3 separate regions of the Mus musculus genome follow, and all the other regions are linked to region 1. The links are chromatin contacts, called in public HiChIP or PLAC-seq and promoter capture Hi-C maps. All regions are on one chromosome and are shown on one strand. The core of a region is the stretch at or near the end of the contact, and the rest is flanking DNA. Distances in the headings are between cores, read along the strand shown.

Region 1 (4,563 bases), core at 1,123-3,622:
TTTGTATTCTTAGGACCTTGTACGGGGTCAAGCACCTAAGCTGTGTTCAACAGATGGTAAAGGAATACACAAAGCTAAAATACATCACACCACATAAAATATGAATTATTATCAACTAATTTTTTTCTAAAAACATAAATGTTGTCCATGGCATGAACTTCAATTCCATAATGCTAAGTTAATAAATTAATTTTAGCTGCTTTTAACATTCACCACAGAAGATGACATTCCTCTGGATGTGTTTTTTTAATATGCAAAACACTCCATTACTATGAAGTAATATATTATCTACAAACACAACACACAAATGCACAGTTCCAGGACCAAAGCAAGAGATAGGGAATGGATATTAGTTCTGGTTTTATTTCTGATCTACTCTGAAAAATTAAATTTGTATTTATGCACCAAGGATTATGTAGAGTCTAAGCCACCTTTTGCTATCAAAATTACGAATGTGTATATACTTGCATCACATGCCAACAAGGGTCAAGCCGATACACCCATTGCCATTCTGGGAGGTAGAAGGGTTAATTACTATCCACGTATTTCCCCTTTGCGTTTGATTCAAAACAGAATTATCACTATTCAATGTGCTTTCCATTTCCACAGAGTTCTTTTTAAAGACATGATTTGGTGTGTGCCCCCAAGGAAACCAGTAATCACCTCCTTATGAGAATTATGACAATGGAAAATTTGAAATTCTGAAGAATACAAGGAAATGTTTTTACCATTAAAGTGGACTTGTCTTTCCACTCCTAGACATGTATGATGAATTCTTTTTCAAGTGCAGTTGTTGTTGTTAGTGTGAGTCTGTCTGTCTGTCCGTCTGTCTGTCTGTGAGTGTGTACGAGTGTGTGTAGGGAGTCAGTTCTCTCCTTCCCCCCTGGGTTCTGCACATGAACTCAGGAACCCAAAAGGTACTTTTACTCCTTACATCTTACATTCTCCCTCAATTGTGGTATTTTACCTAGTGGAGGTTTCTTATTAAAGTGTGTGTGTGTGATATATGTGTTAGTGGCATGTGTGTGTGTGTGTGTGTGTGTGTGTGTGTGTGTGTGTGTGTGTGGTGAGGGCCTGCATGAAGGCCAGGACAGCTTTGTGGAGTCAGTTCTCCCCTATCACCTTTACGTGGATTCCAGGAATGAAATTCAAGCCATCAAGCTTGTGTTGTTGGACCGCAAATCACCTTCCCTAACGAGTCTCTTGCTGGCCCAGAGCAACAAAGAGAATGGCATAATTACCTAACTTCATATAAGACTAGCACCAACCAATCGGAGACACGCACCCTAGCAATGTATCTAATCTCCAAAGATTGATTAGCAACGAGCCACCTCCCCCCCCCCGCCCGCCCCCGCAACTGTCCCTTAAAAGTGGTTATTGCAAGTCCTCGTCGCTGTGAAGAAACTGACCACATTTTGTGAGGCAATCTTTGTATTCAGGTAAGACTTCTGCAGGAAGTGGGGAGGCGCTTTAGATTCACCCCAAGAGCTGGAGAACGAATACTATGACTCACTGACACTTCACACATGGGAAACACACATCCATATTAGCGAAAACAGCACAGCCTCAACAGGCGAATGGGCGAGCGTAGCAAGCAAGCCGCCCGAGGCGAGCACCCCCAGCCCCAAGAACTTAATTCAAAGTAGCCTCTCGGTCCAAAATTGCGCATTTGTTTTAGAAACGAAAAAAACCAGTGGGACTCTGTGTTGCCAGAATCCAGCCTGAGGACAACGCATTGGTCAACGGCGGAAGTTGCCTGACGAAATGACTGTAAGATGAAATCCAGTTTTATGATCATAACAAAACCTTCCTTCCGGGACCAGGCCAAAAAAGAAAGTTGAGAAAACGTCCTTCGGGATGCAACAGGCAATTAGGAGCGCCCGCAGCCCGGCCAGAGAAGGCTCGGCCGCGGCACGCGGGGCGGGCGCGAGCCGTGCTCCCCGCTCCTCGCTCTCCCCGTTACAAGTTGTGCGAGCTCCGGGCCCGGCCCCCCAGCCCGTCGCCCCGCGGCACCTCCCTCGGCCCCAGCACTGACCTTCCGCAGGGCCGGGACCAATAGTCCCCGCCATTTCGGGCTGTTTTCTTCGCTGAAGAACTCGTAGGGCTGCGGCGCCTGCTGCATGGCCCCGGCCGCAGCGCCTCCGCATCGGAGGCCGGGCCGGTGGCCTGACAGGCAGGGCGCCGGCCGCCTCGCCTCGCCTCGCCCCGGCCGCCGCCTCCCGCCCGGGCCGCAGCTCCGGCCGAGCGCTCGGGGGCGGCGCCGGCGGGCGGGCGTTCGCCGAGGCTTGGCGGCCCCGCAGCCCCGAGGAAGCGCGGCGGCCCGAGGCGTCCTGCTGTCCCCGCGGCGCCGGCCCGCTGGCCCGAGGCTCCTCCTCCTTTGTCTGGGTGCGCAGCGCGGGGCACCGCCGGCCTCGCCCCCGCCCCGACTCCCGCTACGGCCGCGGCGGGCAGACAGCGGCGGCCCGCAGCGTCCTCATCGCCTCCCCCGCCCTCCGCGCAGCCGCCGCTACCGCCGCCGCCGCCGCCGCCGCCACCGCCGGGTCCGCCCGAGTCACCTCCAGAGGGCCCTCGGGGCCGAGCGGGCGCGCGTGTCCGGCGTGCACGGCACTGGCCGCCGCCGCCGCCGCCGCCCCTCCAGCCCCGCCGGCCGCCGCCGAGCGCCCGGTGCCTGCAGCGGCGGCTCGGCTCGGCTCGGCCCCGCGCTCGCTCTCCCGAGTCTCTGGAGAAGACCAGCACGGAGCATGCGCGCCGCCGAGCGGGCCGAGGCGTCTGGTGCGGGGCCCCGGGGCCGGGAGGGTAATCGGTCTCTCCTGGGAACGTGCACGGGGCGGGGTGGCTCTTCCAGACGAACTCGGCAGCGTTCCGAGTCCTGGCAGACAATCCTGATTCGGTACAGCCCTAGGGGACCCCCGAGCCCGTGACTGCAGCTCTGGGAGGCAGAACACAGATGTGGGGAGAAAAGGACATTTGGGCTGATAGGATATTTATTTAACGTGTGCTCTGTGTGGCTCCTTTGTATATTTAGGTGATAGTGGCTATTCATAAAGTCACATTGTAGGGTCATGGGAAGCTCTTAGCGCACGTTGAAGGGCCAGATGACTTCAGTTCGAGGTCTTTCACCTAGAGTCCCTATGGATCAAAAAAAAAAAAAAAAAAAAAGTATCCAAAAACTTTCAGATATTGTTCTTAGGTTAATCATGTTCAAATCCTTTCCACTTAAGGTTCTACAGAACCTGGATCCTGCGATACAGTCACACTAATTAGCATTAAAAAAAAAAAACCTAAAAATCCTCTGTCCCTATGCTTTTTTAAGTTGAAGGGGCATGTACTTTGGAAACTTTTTCACTAACCCAAATTTCATCCCACTAAAATCGCTGAACAGATTGCTCCCAACGGGCTGTAAACAGTCATGCTGCCAGCCACCGAAGTGAGGAAGGGAACAGAAGAACAGACTGGAAAAGATAACTTGTGTAGTAATTTCAGCTCCAGAATCAGTGGGTGAACATTGTTCTCCCCCAAACACAACACCATTTTGACTTCATAAAGTAAAAATGGCAACTAAATACTTAAAGAGATCGGAGGTTTCCGTTTTGTTTTGTTTTTGGTTTCTTTTTTAATCTAAGTATCCACAGTGTTTAAAAAAAAAAAAGTCCTCTGGGGCTGTCGAGGAAAAGGTACCTGCTTCGCTTCCCAAGGCTGACAACCTGCGTTCCACCCCTGGAACCCACGTGAAGGAAAGAACCGGCTTCGCAAGGTTGTTCCCTGACCTGTCTACATCTGAAATGTGGCATATGTGTGTCCTCGCACACGCGTGTGCCTACATAATAACACTAAAGTTGTTTCTAATAAAAGTTCTAAAGTTGTCTTCTAATAAATGGCCATGTTCATAGTCCCATGTACTAAATACACTCTGGTTTATAGAGAAAGCTTATTTTTCCTAAAGTTCCTAGACCCTAGCTATAAAACACGAAGCTGTCAAATTATCAGACTGCAATTGTATTTTCTCATAGGAAAGTCATTGGTGGGAAGTTTTATTCTTGGCAAAGGCTATTGGAAGGCTCCCCTGAGCTTAATCTGGCCTGAAGATGTATTTGTTTCGCCAAGTATTAAGAATTTTTAATTGGTATTACCATTTTAAAGTCGATAGCTTTTTTTTTTTCTTGTCTATTTCCAGCTTCTCTTGACAAAGATCTGGCAACAACGTGGCCTACTGCATCTATGCAAAGAAACGAGCAGGCAGTGCAGAGGCCGTCCTCTTTATAGAAGTGTGCCACCCATTTCCAGTTGGCTGTCCTCCCGATCTGGCACCGTTCCCCTTTTACGTAACCTGCCTAGCCTCTACAGGCATCGGCCCTGTGATCTCTGGGCTAGGCAAACAGAAACGGATCCACATGGTGCAAAGGGTCCAAGAATGACACCAGAGAGTTTTCCCAGCCAGACAAGTGACCATCTAAAGACAAACAGAAACTGTTGAATCCATATCTCATACTCAGGCAGAAATGCCAATAGGTCAAAGGTTTACATGTATAAAAAAGGGATTCCAAATGACCTCAGAATAAAAAA
Region 2 (4,355 bases), core at 1,505-4,004, 140 kb before region 1:
AGTAGAGAGGTGGGGACATACAGGATCTCAGGGAATTGGCTGGCCACTAACTGGTTCTGAAGTGTTCATTATTGTGACGATTATTACAAATCTATTGTGGTAGCCACACTATGTATGCTGCTTACCTTCTAGAGGAGAAAGGTGTGGTGGTTTGTATATGCTTGGCCCAGAGAGTGGCACCATTAGGAGGTGTGACCTTGCTGAAAGAAGTGTGTTACTGTGAGCATGGACTTTAAGACCCTCATCCTAGCTGCCCAGAAGCCAATCTTCTCCTAGCGGCCTTCAGTTGAAGATGTAGAACTCTCAGCTCTGCCTTCACCATGCCTACCTGGATGCTGCTATGCTCCCACCTTGATGATATTGGACTGAACCTCTGAACCTATAAGCCAGCTCCAACTAAGTGTTGTCCTTGTAAGAGCTGCCTTGGTCACGGTGTCTCTTCACAGCAGTAAAACCCTAAGACAGAAGGCAAGCAACAGACAGAGCAAGATAGTGTTAGATGGCATTATCTACTGCAGAGAGCAAGGCAGCAGATGAGATGAGAAGCCAGGAGGAGGAGGAAGAGGAAAGAAGGAAGAGGCACAATTCCCCTTACCCCAAACCCCTACCCTACCCCACCCTGCCCTTGAAGCTGCACACAAGGAAACCCCGAACTCTGAACTGAATCACACAGGCACACCTCACTATGTGGGAAGACAGAAATTCGGACCTGTCTGCACCTGAGAAGCACATATTCATCAATGGGGGTGGGGGTGGGGTCTACCACCAAAGGTGAAGGGACTGCAGTCAACTAGCCACAGCAGGGCAACCCCCACAGTGAGATTGTGATGTGGGCGGATAACTTAATAGTGTCCCTTAGGACATGGGTCTCCATGGGTCTCACACCAGTGGGGTCTTATGAGCAAAAAGCCCATGTGCTTTTATAATGGGTTCTCGTCCTGAGAGTATCTATGGAACATGGAGACTGTGTCTCCTGGAGCAAACGCTGGCTTGTTTAGTGTCCAGTATGAAAGGACCCTGTCATTTATGCACAGCAGGGAGACTCCTGTAATCCCTGTACTTGAGAAGTGAAAACAGTTCCTTGGGCAGCAGGAACCCAAGTTCAAAACTAACCTGGGATATAATGAGAGACTCTGTGTGTGTGTGTGTGTGTGTTATACACACACAATTTGTTATGATTTTAATCATGAGGAAAAATAAATGCAGGTTGTGCCACGTGGTACAACGATAACACAATGAGATGCATGCAGCGATCTCAGCACGACCTCCCTCTCTGCTGCAAGTGATTTTTCTACACAGCACGTGGTACTTGGCCAAAGCTACCCTGAATTTCTAGTCTTCCAGCTGGCATTTATAGAAGATAGGAGTGCCTAACCCTGCTGGCACTTGGAAAACAAAATCCCAGGGAAGGGCTCTGATGAACTCAAATGAGGTCCTGTGTTTACCCTAGAATCAGAAAGGGATGGGGGGTGGAGGTCAAGCTATGGTATAACTATGCCTTTCAGAAGGTAAAGAGGGATTTGGGAGCCTCCTGTAACCCAGGACAACAGCAGGGAGAGGCAGTTTTAGCCAGGGAGGGCCAGGTGGTCAGGAGCTGCAGATTCGTGGATGCACCGTTTTCAAACAGAGCGAGTAGGAGGAGGTGAGGCCATTCATTGATGGGAAAGGCAACCCAGCCAGTGTGGGTGTTTGTTTTGAACTTGGTGAATTTAGAATCTTTGGGGACATAATTGTAGAAGAAAGATCACACTGGTCGCTGACACTGGTCGCCGAGGATACAATTCTGCCGGTCAGAAAACCGTGGGCAGACTCAGCTACTGGAGGAAGACCGAGTGTGCCTCCCAAGGTTCCTGGCAAAAACTGTAGAAGGTGCCACCACATTGAGCTGCCTAGCAGCAGAGTCCTCCGGTGTCACCAGGCCACTGGTGAGAGACAGCCTGGCTAATTATGAATGCAATGCGGAGAAGCCAGAGTTAGTAAACCTGCCTGCATCCACATTTCTGTAGAATGCCTGCACTTCCCGTGACTCAGCGAGGGCTCCTCCTGTGGCTTGTTCCAAAGCACACTGGGAGTTGTTGGGCAAATATTTGAACAGCCTTTCGATCTGAAACCCGAGTAGCTGAGCCCTTCAGCTTCAGAGCCTGCAACTCCTTGCTGCCACTAGCTCTTTCTGTCCCTGCTACAGCCAACCCCTGCGGCAGCAGGAACCACTGAGCAACTAATCCCAAACTGGATTTTCCACCAAAAAAAAAATGTCACCAATGATGGAGGAGAGGAAAGATGACCAAAAGTCCAGGGCACCTTGCTCCCACTCAGAGGGCTCGCTTTATCTCTCATGGTCGGGTTACATGCTCATTTCGCGTTCAGCGGGAACTGAGTGTGTGATTAATCTCTTGATCAGGAGTGAGTCAGGCATGGGTGTGAATCCACAAAGTGCTAATTACAAACGTGCTTCCTTCCTGGGAGCCAGTAAGAGAAAGTTAGTAAGGCAAGAGAGAAGTGCTGGGCGGGTCCCTGAGCAGGGACCCAGAAAGACCCCTCCACTCCAGTTCCCCTCCGATCAGGCAGGGCAGAGGCGCTGCGGGTGCGGAATGAGAGACCCTGGCTTCTCTATGAGCTGCACATCTAAAATAAGACTCCACGGGAGACTCTGGGAATTTCCTGTACTTTTTAACTCTCAATGTCCTATTTATAAAGCTTAGTCACTGCAGTTGTTTCGCAGTTACTCCGCGGCGTGTAGAGACAGGTCATAACAGGAAACAGGCTCACAGGAGGCTCTCTCTCAACCGCTGGCTTTGGGGGAATCTGGGTCCGGTCTCCACTTGACAAGCTCAAGGGACTTAACTGGACTGGGTAGCTCTCTAATCTTTCCACTGGCCAGCCACACCCGGCTCTTACATATTCCCGAGGAGGGTCTGGCCTCTTCAAGGGCTTCTTACAGACACTGTGAGGCCCAGCTTCTTGGGAGACCCCCAGGCCCTGGCACAGAGTATGGTCTGAAGGCATCTTTTGCTTCCTGCAGCAAGAACAGACCTGCCCAAGCGTCTCTGCTCGTCCCTGTCTGCATAAAAAGGGCAGGTTCTCCCAGAAGGTTCCAGGCTCCATTGCCTATGTGCAGAAATTGTTAAAAACAATTAAGAGGCAAAGGAGGGGAGAAGAGGGAATGAGCTGAATCCAGCAAAGCTCAGCCAAATGTTTTGCTCCTGTTTCAACCCTGGGCAGAGCCACAAGAGAGAACAAAGCCCTGTTCACTTCCCCATTTCACAGCCACTAAGCTAGCCTCTGAAATCAGGCTCTCTCATCAGGGCTAGTAAACTAACTCCTGTCCCCAGTGTCCCCAGACACTACAGGGCAGAGGTAGCCCCATTTGTTGTTCTTCATGGGGGGCATGGAGTCTTCCCAACCAGAGCCAGCTTACTTCGTAGCTGTAGTTTCTCATAAAGCAAGATGACCAATAGGTGGGCTAAGGCTCTCAACCAACTTTTCTTGGGAGCCGGTACTGGCTTAGCCCTGACTTCTGAGGCTCTGAAGCAAAGAAGGTTTAGATTTGGAGATGTTCCTTGGCTTGAGACATTTTGGGTCACAGTCCCAATAGTGTGGTGGTTTCTGATGGAGCTGGGCCTCTCTTAGCTCTGGGTGTGCAACAGTCAGAACCCAAGATGGTGTCGTGTGCCAGGGTTCCTCCATGTCTTACACTAGAGGTGCAATGGCCCAAGGACTTCTTTGGATGGCATTCCTGGACCGGGGTGGTCTGGTCCATTCTCTGGAATCTCAGGCTCTTTTACCATCTGCTGCCTCTCAAGTCCCCAGGCTGACCACTGACCAAGCCTCCTATTCCGTTCTCTTTCTTCTGGCTTCTTCCTCTCTCTGTTTCTCTGCCTCTTTCCGTTCACAGGCCTTTACACCCCCTTTTTCTCCATCTCTGCATTTGCTGGCCTGACAGTAAGTCTCCAAAAGCCACATGGAACCCATATCTCAGCATCCAGAGGCCTAGAGATTTTCCACCTCCCAATGAGTCACACTTCCCTGAGCTCCCACCACCAACCACAACAGAGGCTGGGGGGAGGGCCATACTTACAGCGCATAAAGACAAAACATTCATCAACGGAGAAGAAGGATGTTTCAAACAAGTGAGAGCTGCCAAGGTTCAGCAACTGTGTCAGACGCAGGATCAACCTGCAAAACTCAGTAGCAGCTGTCTCCACCCACAGTCGCTGCTAGAAAGTACCACTTCGAAGATACTATTCATAACAAAGGCATGAATTACCAGATACGTAGGAGTTTATTAACCAGGAACACACAAAAAGTCTATAAGCATTTTAAAGTTCCAATAAGGCCGCATAAAATTATCTGCA
Region 3 (4,855 bases), core at 1,565-4,064, 210 kb before region 1:
AATTCCTTAAGGTTTGTCTCAAATGTCTTTAACAGCCTGCAGGACTCCCAAGGCTTCATCAGACTCGTCATGCCCTAGACTACTCCACACAGAGGATCAGAAGAAGCTTGTGTGTGTGTGTGTGTGTGTGTGTGTGTGTGTGTATGTGTGTGTGTGTAAGTGCGTGTGCGGCATAGGCACCTTTCTACCCACTAAGCCATCTTCCTGACCATTTTTTTTTTTAAATCTAAAACTCACAAACCTATTCTAGTTTGTGAATATCTATCTAGATAGTATATGGAATCATATAGTCCACTAGTCCTGCTCCCTTTTGTGCTGCAATAACACAATATCACAGACTGGGCTATTTATAAAGAACCAAAATCACTTGGCAGGATTCCCAGAACCTACTTAAGGATGGAAAGGGAGAGAGAACTGATTCCGCAAAGTTGTCCCCAAACTTCCTCATATGCACCCACATATAGATGACATGCACACACACACACACACACACACACACACACACACACACACACACACACGCACGCGCGCGCACACGCGCACTTGCACACACACACACATGCACATGCACGCACACACGCGCGCGCACGTTCACGCATACACACACGCACACACACACACACACACACACATTTTAAGAATCCATTTGTCTCCTGGACTGTACTGAGATGTACAGGTTGCGTAGGCTGCAGCCCTTTAGGGCCTTCTGCTGCATCATCACACATCTCAAGTCCTCATGGAACAAGAGAGCAGACCTAACGCAGCAGTGATCACGGGAATTGTCTGTTAAAGGTTCTCGTGAAGTCCCTTGTTAACGTCCTTTTTAACACCTCCTTCTTTTGTCTGTTTTTTTTTTTTTTTTTTTTTTTTTTTTTTGAGAGAGAGAGTCTTACTCTGTAGCCAAGACTGGCCTCAGACTTATTATGTCACTCTGCCTGGCCTTGAACTCAGAATCTTTCCGCTTCAGCCTCAGGTTTCAGCTCTAATGGCTGCCTGGACGCTGTTGCACTAGGCATTAAGTTCCCAGGACATGAATGTTGTGGGCATATTGCAACCACAGTGCCATCCCCGTCCCAAGTATAGCCCCTTCTCCACCCTCAATGGACCGGATAATCTGGACAGAAAGGAGAAAGCCAGAACGTGAGGCATGGCAGGGGAGAGACATCACAGAGCATGCCCAAGGCAGGTGGGGACTCCCACTGCACATTCATTCCCATGGAGGCCCGGAGCCTAAATTAAAGGTAGGAACGTAGAAGTCATTGTAAACTTCACTGCTTATGTGCTTTCAGAGGCGAGGGAGAAACACCCCCCCCCCACACACACACACACACTCCCCCAGAAGATTCAGGCTGGAAAAGACAGTCTTTGAAGCAACTCAGGGGTTTCTCAGCTGGGGCTTGTCACTTTGAAGTTCCCAACTCACTCTCATGAGGAACTGGGAGGCTCTGGGCGCTTGAAGCCAAAGTTCCATGGAACAGAAAGAGCTAAGCGCCTCCTGGCAGGAAGGGCTTAGTAACTTTAGTCAAGCAGGAGGGAGTATGGGCTGGGCTTCAGCTAAAGGGTTCGATTTCCTCCATCCTTACAGAACGGGGAGGGAGATGGGATGAAGCTTCGGACAAACAAGAGGAACAGCCTTGAGAGGAGGTGGGGTCGCCATGGAGGGTTTCAAATCCACAAAGGCCGTTCTGCTGAGGGGAAGATGAGGGGCACTGGCCTAGAGAACAGGCCCCCAGAGAGCCTAGGCTCGTGGTTTTAATTACCCAGTTAGTCATCGGTTTACTGTCATCCAAGTTTAATAAGCCTGTGACCTGTGAGAGAGAGGAAAAAAAAATTACCCAAGTGTAGCAGCCTCGAGATAGGATTCTCCAAGGCTACCAGATCTGAATAACTCGGGGTTAGGGACCCCCATCTTTTCTGTCTTTGGAACTGTGGTCTCAAGGGCAGGACCTCAGGCACTAGCTCGTCCAGCTAAGCTAGAAAATGTTTTAAGAGCCAACAGTTTATAAACGGCTCAGGGAGGGGCTTCAGAGCACAGAGCCTCTGAAGGCAGAGCCCAGAGGTTTAAGCTCCGAAAGGGGGTAGAATGGGGTGGGATGGGGGGAGGGGGGGCTGGGACCCTGATGGCCACTGGATTGTCACCCAGTTTTACTCAGGAAGCAACAGGGTCCTCATGGCCCCTGCAGTCCCTGCCAGTGCCCTGAGAGGAATGAGGGTGTTGGCTTGGCACCCTCCAGGGTAGAACTAGGCAGGGTTTTGTGCCCCCTCCCTCCGCCGACCTTGGAGCAAAGCCTGAGTTCGTGTGCCCAGCCCCAGCTTCCACGTTGAGAAACCTGATATTTCTGACTGGAACACTCCACTCTTTGTGCTTCTCGCCACAGGGGTGTCCTGCTCCTGGCTAGCTCTGCTAGCTCAGCTCAGCCTCCTGGCTTCAGTGTCCCTCCTGAGCACCTGATGGCTCCTGGTTTGCTGTGACTCACTGCTATTATAGCTGTCTGGGGCTTTTATTTCCAGTACTTCACTGTAGCTGCCCGTGACCCAGCTCCCGAGGCGGGACTTTCCACGTCGAGGGTGCCAGGCCAGCAGAGAGGAGACCACCAGTCCATCTGTCAGTATCTGAATAATTTCACACACACACACACACACACACACACACACACACACACACACACACACATCTCTCAGCCACCTAGGCTGTTTTTGGTTCCGTGAGCAGTGCAAGCCAAAGGCCCCGGCCAGGCTGTTGGGTTTTTACCTTACCCTGCGGAACCTCTTGTCACCTGCGCATGCCAGGAGTTCACCACACCGGTTCCTCTCTGAGGCCACCTTAGCAGCGGCTTCCTGTATCTACAGCCAACTTCCTGTTGCGTTCACATAATGTTTGCCTGAGTTCTTAAGGTTTCAGTTCAGTAAAATGTAAGAGCAAACTGGGACTGGATGCACCTTGGAGACCGAACTAGGGACAGCTTGGGCTCAATAGGGAGAGCCTGTTCTGAAACAAAACAAAACCCCAACAAACCCCTAATCAACCAATTAAACAACCAAGAGTGCTCCAGAGGACACAGTATACTTAAGTCGCCCAAGGTGAGGTCCATCTAACAGGAACCCCACCCACTCCCCCCAAAAAACCCATCAACGACAAAGAAACCCAAGGTCAATTAAACTCAGGAAACTACATACTCTAACCCATTTTTTGGTGACTTAAAACATACTTATATATTAAGGGTCTAAGAAGTCCTATTGCAAATCCTGTTCTCCTATAGAACCCACCTTTTCCTAAACCCAGCACGATTCTGACCACGACTCTTTTCATTTAATACCTATTTATAACCTCAAAGGCCTAGTTAATGTCTTTTGGACTGTATTTTAGGAAATTATCTAGCAGTCGTTTTTAAGTGCCAGTTCATTCTCTGGTCCATTGGTGAGTGGGATTGGATATGTACTTGGTACAGCGTTTTGAAGCTCTTTGTGGGTCAGATACCCCTTGCTGTCCGCCTTTCTTGCTTTTTGTTAGATGCAGGCGTGGACTGTTGAGTCCCTCCCTGTTTTTCCTCCACCTCCATCCCCCACCCCCAGTTCCTGGAGAGAGTCCACTTTTGGTTTTTGTGGGTCTGGGCACATTTGGAGTTGGCAGAAGCAACCAGAGGGCTTCGGTTTGTGGCTTCATCTATTTTAGAGGAGAAAAAGGGGGGTGTGGTTCAACTGGTCCCTTGGGAGTGCTGGGGAAGCTACTGGGTTTGTTTGTTTGTTTTGTTTTTGTTTGTTTGTTTGTTTGTTGTTGTGGTTGTTGTTGTTTTAAACAGCTTTAGCTTCTCAGAATGGAAAGGAAGAACACAGGCTCTAGCCTTAGAGAAACGTTTACATGGTACCTCGCCAAGGCACCTCTCCAGAATAAGGCTACAGCAGCGGGGAGGCCCCCAATGAACCGAATTTGCAGCTCAGAGTCACTTAATTCTGCATCCCTTGTTGGCTCAAAACAGAAAACGCCCATGGGAACTGGCAAATGTGACCAAAGAGGCAGCGTGTGTTTTATGAAAACAAGGGGTGGCTCCCGGGGCAGCGGCCTGGGGCAGTGGCTGGGGCTGGGGTGGACCTCAGGCCAGGAGCCCGTGAAGCTCCGCTGCCGGCCAGGAGCCCTGATGCAGCGGGGCAGTCAGGATCGCCCAGCAGCTGCCGGTCCCCGTGGGGCGCAGGTGCAGTCTGGCTTTGCATCCTGGAGCAGGACGCTGGGGAGGCGCACACTCTGAAGGCCTGCAAATTGGTTCCTGCATTCAACAGGGGAAGTCGCCACGGAGCTCAGTGGGGAGGGCAGCCCAGGGATGTTGGCTCATGGATTGTTTGGATGCCTGCTCTCTTTGCTTGCTTCCTTAGCAGGATGTGTGGGGCAAGGGGAGCGAAGCCCTTTTTAATTTTTTTGAAAATGGCTGGGCAGTGGTGGCACACGCTTTTAATGCCAGCATTAGGGAGGCAGAGGTGGGTAGATCTCTGTGAGTTGAAGACTTCCTTGGTCTACAGATCGAGTTTCAGGACAGCCAGGGCTACACAAAGAAATCCTGTCTTAAAATACAAGCCAGCCAGCCAGCAAGCAAACAAACAAATTGAAAATGACCTTAAGGGCAATGTCCTTCCAATTGTAGTGCTCAGTAGTCCTCGATTTTACAGTCCTAGATCTTCAACAATGAGAGAACAGATTATAGTCCTAAATCCTAAATCCTGGTCAGTTGTCAGGCCAGATAGAGAGACCCGCTACTCCTGCTACTCCTGCTACTCCTGTTGTTTGGACAAGTGGCTTCCCATCATCACCATGGTTTTCCCTTTAAATGTACCCACTGAAACAAGTTTGTGGGTTTTCCCCAGT

The links. Promoter capture Hi-C pulls out the DNA fragments that hold promoters and counts their contacts. HiChIP or PLAC-seq counts read pairs in DNA pulled down with a chosen protein or histone mark.
Region 2: a contact with region 1 is called in a FOXA1 HiChIP or PLAC-seq map of pancreatic cancer cells. The contact joins the enhancer-like site here to the promoter of Sos2 in region 1. A contact is called at or near these places in 3 of 39 promoter capture datasets (embryonic stem cells, liver and macrophages), 5 of 115 datasets of contacts at active chromatin or transcription factors (CD8 T cells, effector CD8 T cells, embryonic stem cells and 2 more) and 2 of 9 other capture datasets (embryonic stem cells and liver).
Region 3: a contact with region 1 is called in a promoter capture Hi-C map of embryonic stem cells, with 5 times the contacts expected there. The contact joins the promoter of 5830428M24Rik here to the promoter of Sos2 in region 1. A contact is called at or near these places in 7 of 39 promoter capture datasets (the 3T3-L1 cell line, 3T3-L1-derived adipocytes, embryonic stem cells and 3 more), 3 of 484 Hi-C or Micro-C datasets (Sertoli cells, embryonic stem cells and extraembryonic endoderm stem cells), 2 of 115 datasets of contacts at active chromatin or transcription factors (pancreatic cancer cells and stem cell-derived neural progenitor cells) and 1 of 9 other capture datasets (macrophages).

Annotation. Positions count from the first base shown.
Region 1 is chr12:69,679,480-69,684,042 of GRCm38.p6, forward strand. It overlaps Sos2 (SOS Ras/Rho guanine nucleotide exchange factor 2), which reads right to left and starts at 2,373. Exons shown (of 23, transcript NM_001135559.1): 1 at 2,036-2,373. The coding sequence starts at 2,122.
Region 2 is chr12:69,535,472-69,539,826 of GRCm38.p6, forward strand. No RefSeq gene overlaps it. Among named protein-coding and RNA genes, the nearest start is that of Gm46353, 13 kb to the right of the region's middle. Within about 2 kb of position 2,755, at least 346 of the 459 cell types and tissues checked have an H3K27ac peak or open chromatin away from gene starts, as enhancers often do. A contact at or near this core is called in CD8 T cells, effector CD8 T cells, liver and 3 more, where this site is marked.
Region 3 is chr12:69,472,736-69,477,590 of GRCm38.p6, forward strand. It overlaps 5830428M24Rik (RIKEN cDNA 5830428M24 gene), which reads right to left and starts at 2,815. Exons shown (of 5, transcript NR_038060.1): 1 at 2,753-2,815; 2 at 1,761-1,808.